Linked DNA regions of Rattus norvegicus: region 1 is linked to region 2. The links are chromatin contacts, called in public Hi-C maps. All regions are on one chromosome and are shown on one strand. The core of a region is the stretch at or near the end of the contact, and the rest is flanking DNA. Distances in the headings are between cores, read along the strand shown.

Region 1 (2,893 bases), core at 359-2,858, 55 kb after region 2:
TTAGTAATAAAATAACAATCAATTTCTAATTGACAAAATAGCAAATGTTACTACTAAGAAAATATTAAGACGCAACGTGCACAGGGGTTAATTTCTTCTGTGAGACGAATTTCCATTGGGAAACGGCTCTCGCCAGACTCTTCATCATGGCAGGGCAGTGGTGCAAATGAACAACCACAGCACAATGAGACTGCACACGGCCTCAACCGCTGTCCGATAAGACTGGACCACTCATCCTGATCTTGAAATTGGAAACCTTACTGATGTGAGTCACCCGAGAGGCGCAGGACAGATTTAATCACAGTGTGCAGTGTCTCTCCTCCAGGTCTGCCAGGATGACATTTAAAAAGAAATCTTTCTCTTCTCACAAATTCAGATTTCTATTCAAATCCTGAACTCAAGAAAAGAAGTAAGTCGATGAAGGTGCTCATTTGATTCGAAAATAGGTGTGTGTCCTTCCTCCTTGAACTCCAAGTTCCCCCTCCTGTGGGAGAGAGCTGAAGGCCGGACAGATACACAGACACCGGCTTTAGCAAACCCACTGGCAAAGCAGCTGTGCCCAGACCCTCTTTCTTACTCCTGTAGCTACTTTCCACAAGTCCAAGACACCTCTCAGTCTTCACGCTGGAGGCTGTCCTTTTATATTTTGTGGGAAATAATGGGTTTTAAAATATTTGATGGCTATATTAAACTTATATTTGATAGTCTACCTTCCCAAAGATCACCCAATATGAGACAGCTTTACCTGACGCGCTCGAGGCGTCATTTGGGGTGTCAGTCTGAGACTGGAACTCACTACAGCGACGGTGCTGCCTATTCTATGTGCAGTGGGCCTTCTTCTCCTTAACCACCATTTCTGGGAGCACGGAGTGAGGTGTCGGGTGCTGACGTTGTCATCAGCACAACTTCCCACGCACACTGTGGGTAACATCTGAAATACCAAGAAGCATGGCGGACCAGCCTTTATATCCTGTGTATTTGACCTTCCTTTGAAGATGCCTGGCTAATTGCATAAAGAAGACATCAGTGATATCTTCTAGTTGATTTATTTTTAACTAGATTGTAAGATGAGAAGGGGGAGGAATACATGCAAACAAACATATATACATACAAACATACATATATACAAACACACATACATACATAATAAATACAAACACAGGCATACAAACATACTTACAAACAATACATTCAAACATACATACATACAAACACACATGCATGCATACATACAAACATACATACATACATAAAGACATATATACATACATACAACACACATACATACAAACATACATACATGCATACAAACAAACATACATACATGCATACAAACAAACATACATACAAACATTCATACATACAAACACATGCATGCATACATACAAACATACATACATACATACATACATACATACGTGCATCTTCCTTTTGAAGCCCAGTGGCCTCTGTAAGTCCAACTTGCCCATGATCCCAGATGCGAGCCCATGAGGTGTATTTAGAGGTTATTGCCCTAGGCTAAGGAAGGTGTATGGCTTGCTGGCTGTGCTTCCTGTTTAGTGCCCCCATTCATTGCTTCTCTGCCTTCCAACTGAACACGGCATAATGGCAAATCGAAGTTCAAGTTTGGTAGAAGCCAGGCCTCTCCGAAAGAGAAAGCGTCAAACCCTCACTCGATTGCTGCAGCTGATGGTGGATTTTTTGAGATTATGGCAAAGTTGACATACTGCTGTTAAACACCTTTCTGTCAGATGATAACAAAGTAAAGATCATATGCCAAGAGCCTCGGCACCAAGTCCTTCGCCTGATGTTGGCTCCACTTGGCCCATGGGGTAGGGCTTAAAACAAAAGTCTTCCAGAGTCCATCTGCACAGCCCATCGTCCGAGAAGCGTCTTCTATCAATTCCCTCAGTGTGGTATTGTAAGAGGCACGGAAAGCCGTTAGTCAACACATTTAAATAACGCCTTCTGTAAAATCCCCACAAAACAACACCACGGACTGCAGTACAATGCAGAGTTTATAGTCACCGCTAGTCACATGGCCACTAACTGTTGCTTTGTAGAAGTCACTCTGCAGATTCAAAGCAGCTACAGCCAGTAAGCCAACACTCCATCTTTATCATGAATATTTAAAGAGCCAAGCAAAGGAAGGAAACTTTGCAGATGTCAGTTTCCCTAGATATCACAACAAAGCTTCACTTCAAGTCCTGGGAACTACCAGGAATCCTGGGGCGGACGGTGTCGGTGTCTGTGTGTTCGAGATCCCAGTAGTTTTTCTGAAGTAATAGCCAAGCCCTGTTTCCACACAATGTTTGTTCAAACTATAATTCAAGCTCATTTCCGTAACAAAAGCAAAGCTCTTACAAATTGGATTTCCAGAGGAAGTATACAAACTTCCTGAAATGCATGCAGATAAAAGACCTTGGCTACATTGTGGTATATACCGCGACAGCTTCAACTTTCCCCCCATCCAGCAAGGGCTAACTCTCTGTGCCAAACAAGTTCACAGTCGGCTTACCATGTGCTGTGAAGTTAAATAGGACACTTATCTTCTAGAGAAGCAGAGAAAACATGAATCGATAAACCATGTTAGCAGAATGGTAGCCACCCAAAAGCCCCGAAGAACTCAACAGCTTAAAGGAACCCTCAAATGACAAGAGAAACTGTCCAATTCCTCAGTGACCCAACCAGCTCAAACTCCTGGTGCCAGGCGGTGTTCCAGACATGTCCCATACACATGCTGAGACTGACACCTTAGAAGTCCACCCTGACTGGAACTTGCAAATCAAGAAAAAAATCCAAGGGGAACACTCTCCCAAGATACTCCATCTTCTACTGAAACTCGGGGACATACCTAGCCAAGGCATAACTAGTCTCAACGGGTCGGTCATCT
Region 2 (3,124 bases), core at 160-2,659:
CTTGTGGAATGGCTAGGACACTCACTGCTCTAGCGTTGAGCCTGCCTTTTCAGATGTTCTGGGGCCAACACAAAAGTTTTATGTGGGTCTTTCTTCTCTTCTCATGAAGACTGCTAGGGTGAGTGGTGCTGTTTGCTCTCCGGGATGCTGTGTTGCCCTGGACCAATGGACCGAACAGTGAGCAGGAGTATTCCTTGTCCCTCCTCTTTCCTACCCCAGGCCTTCCTCCTACCCAAGGCCTTCCTCCTACCCCAGGCCTTTCTCCTCAGTACCCTTATGCGCTCCACTCTGTCTACTCCGACTTGCGGATGCAAGAGCTGGTTGCTCAGGCCTCTTCCTGCCTCACACACTCATAAGGTGGATTATTTCTAGGCAGGAGTTTAGCTGGCAGACACCTCTAACTTAGTCTCAGGTTTTGCTCCGCCAGTGGCAGTCTGGATGTTGAGGAATGTTTCCCTGCCTTCTGCTCTTGGCAAACGTGAACAGTTTGGCTCTGTGGGCACAGACTAGTCCGTTTTAAGCAGTGCAGAGAGCATCTGCTTTGTGGGCAGAAAACTAAACATTATCCTTCAGAAGTCCGGCATTATCCCCTTAGACATGTCCTCTCTAACTGCCACAGATTAGAAGTAAGTGCAACAAGGCCGTTTCAAATCGTTGGCCCCGGGAGGCGGCAGCTGTAAGCAGTAAGTTAAAAGCAGACATAATTGCAGGGACACGAGAACTGAATTATGGTATAGAAGCCCCACGCAGGCAGGGATTCCCGAAATTGGGATTTGATAAAATTGCCTGAAGATGCTAAAAAAAAAAAAAAAAAAAAAAAAAAAAGGGCAGAAAACCATGCATGTGTGCTTTCTTCCTAACCCCCTTCATCTTCAAATAATGTATATTCTATTTTTATACAAATGACGGAATACACTTATTTCATAATGTACCATCCAAACATCAAATTAAACATCTTCTATGCTCCTTTAAAACCATTCACTGGTGCAGAACCTTCCAGAACACTTGAGGTTTTCACTGGGACCAAAGCTGGGAGGATATGTTCACTTGCCCTTTTAACCTCCCCCGCCCCCTTCTCCACTCTCAACTCGGAGTCTAACAAACTCTGGTTTGTCTTGGAAGGGAGAGGGAAGTTCTGGGACCTGACTTGGTTGAGTGGTGGTGACTTCTGTGGGGCTGTCTGCTGCCTGTTAGAGCTCTGGCTTCCCTTCTGAATTTCCTCAAGCTGGGCTTTCCCTTGGGGTGAGGCTTTAACTTTTCCTTTCTTGGAACACTTTTGAGCTGGGTTTCCATAGTAGTCTGTCCTAGCAGGGAACCTGGCCTCTCTCTGGCTCCGTTGTAAGAACCTGGTGGAAAGAAAGCCACTGCTCCCTCACGGGCCTGCACTCTGATGTCATGTTGCCTGGAGCTCTGGGAACCTTCCCAGCAGCAGGCAGAGCAGCTGAGCAGGAAGTCACCACGCTTAGCATCCAGCACTACCATTAGCTATATTTAACCCCAATCTGGCAGATTCACCGTGGGCTTCACATCTCTTAACCGAAACAGTAAAAGATCACTTGACCACTTAAAACGTCTTCTTGAACGAAGAGTTTATTTTTAAAGTGTTACCAGACCTCTGCTCCTCTTTTATCTAAGAAATGTGTGCCTGGTACTTGGGCCTCAGCACAGCAGCCTGTGATTGGAATCTCTGTCGATAGACAGCAAGGAAAAGCAGGCCGGAGAAGGCCTGCTAAGTGCAGGGCAGCCCTTCACCCAAGCTCCCTCGTCTCTTTCACAAACACTAAAGACTTAATGATCTGATGAAATTAACAGGTACTTTGTCACTTGCATCCCCATAATTTATTTGACTTACTTTCATATGGGGTGCATGTGCCTCCTGGTACTTATTTTTATTTCTTAAACAGATCATTTAAAAATTTCAAATCTTAGACAATGAGGTCCACTAAAAACGACAGGTTTATTTTTAAAGACCTATTATATGCTTTATACTAGATTGTTTTAGAGTATAAATTAGGTGTGATGGTGTACACCTGTAATAATAACTCAGCTAGATCGAGACAAGGTTGGGCTACACAGCAATCCCCTGTCTCAAAAAGAGACTTTTGTGTCGCGTACAAACTGAAGAAGGATAGTAACGTTTCATGTAGCTCAATGACTGCCTGCTATAACTTGTATGTTCTTGGATTCCTTTCCCAGCCTTACTTGCACTTGGCGACGCCTGGTTCGGATTCTAAAAGGAATACTCAGCGTGATGAGTGCAGAGGTCAGACCCCTGCACTGGCCCCCCACGGAGAATGGACGGCGCAGCCACACTCTGGTGCGAGGCCCTAGAAACCCCGTGGCTCCGGGACTAGCCCTCTGCCCTGTTGTCCGGGTAACACCTTTCACCATTGACGGTACAAAGAGCCTCCCCAAACCTCTCTGTTGATCTGAGGTCATGTCTGATAAAGAATTCCTACCTCTGCTCGGTATATTTTTAAAAGCATTGCTTAGTGTTCTGTAGGGTACTGTAATCTCTACCCTAGCATCTGGCTTCCTTTCTACTCACTTGAAAAGCACGGAGATGATAAGTTTGCAACAGCAGCCCCTGGGAACGCAGAAAGCCATTCTGGGCCTTTTTATGGTCTACCACCCCAGGCAGCTGACTCACATGCGGCAGCTCAGGGAGAGATGGTAATGTGGTAGACACTACAGCTTCAGCTTGGGAAACAAAGAGAAGAGCTCTTCACCGGCAGCCAGCGAGCACTACTGGCACATTCTTAGAGCATCTTACTCCCACCACAGTCTTGGCAGGCTCTGCGCGCGATGCTCTCTCTCACCTCAACCTCCCTAGCTCTCTGCGCCTTCTATGCATACACTCCTTCCTGGCTTGGCCAGAAGATCTCAGGGCAATCAATCCGTGGACTTCTCTACCTCATTGCCCATACATCCGTAAGATGTTTGAAGTGCAAACTGATGATCATTTGATAAACAGCAACTTCTAACCCACTTGTCAGAATGTTGAAATGCAGAATACCAAACATTTATAAAAATACATCAGTTAAAGGAGTCTCTGTGTCTGTCTCTGTCTCTCTCTCTCATACACACACACATACACACGTACACACATGTGTGCACACATATA

Evidence for each region. Hi-C and Micro-C count contacts between places; a contact is called where the count stands out from the background.
Region 1: a contact with region 2 is called in a Hi-C map of Schwann cells, with 6 times the contacts expected there. The contact joins two enhancer-like sites. A contact is called at or near these places in 5 of 12 Hi-C or Micro-C datasets (Schwann cells, frontal cortex, kidney and 2 more) and 1 of 1 datasets of contacts at active chromatin or transcription factors (oligodendrocytes).

Annotation. Positions count from the first base shown.
Region 1 is chr17:80,049,098-80,051,990 of GRCr8, forward strand. The region is part of intron 1 of Fam171a1 (family with sequence similarity 171, member A1); the gene reads right to left. Among named protein-coding and RNA genes, the nearest start is that of Fam171a1, 7.0 kb to the right of the region's middle. Within about 2 kb of position 1,609, at least 13 of the 93 cell types and tissues checked have an H3K27ac peak or open chromatin away from gene starts, as enhancers often do.
Region 2 is chr17:79,994,687-79,997,810 of GRCr8, forward strand. All of the region lies in intron 1 of Fam171a1 (family with sequence similarity 171, member A1), which reads right to left. Among named protein-coding and RNA genes, the nearest start is that of Fam171a1, 61 kb to the right of the region's middle. Within about 2 kb of position 1,410, at least 49 of the 93 cell types and tissues checked have an H3K27ac peak or open chromatin away from gene starts, as enhancers often do.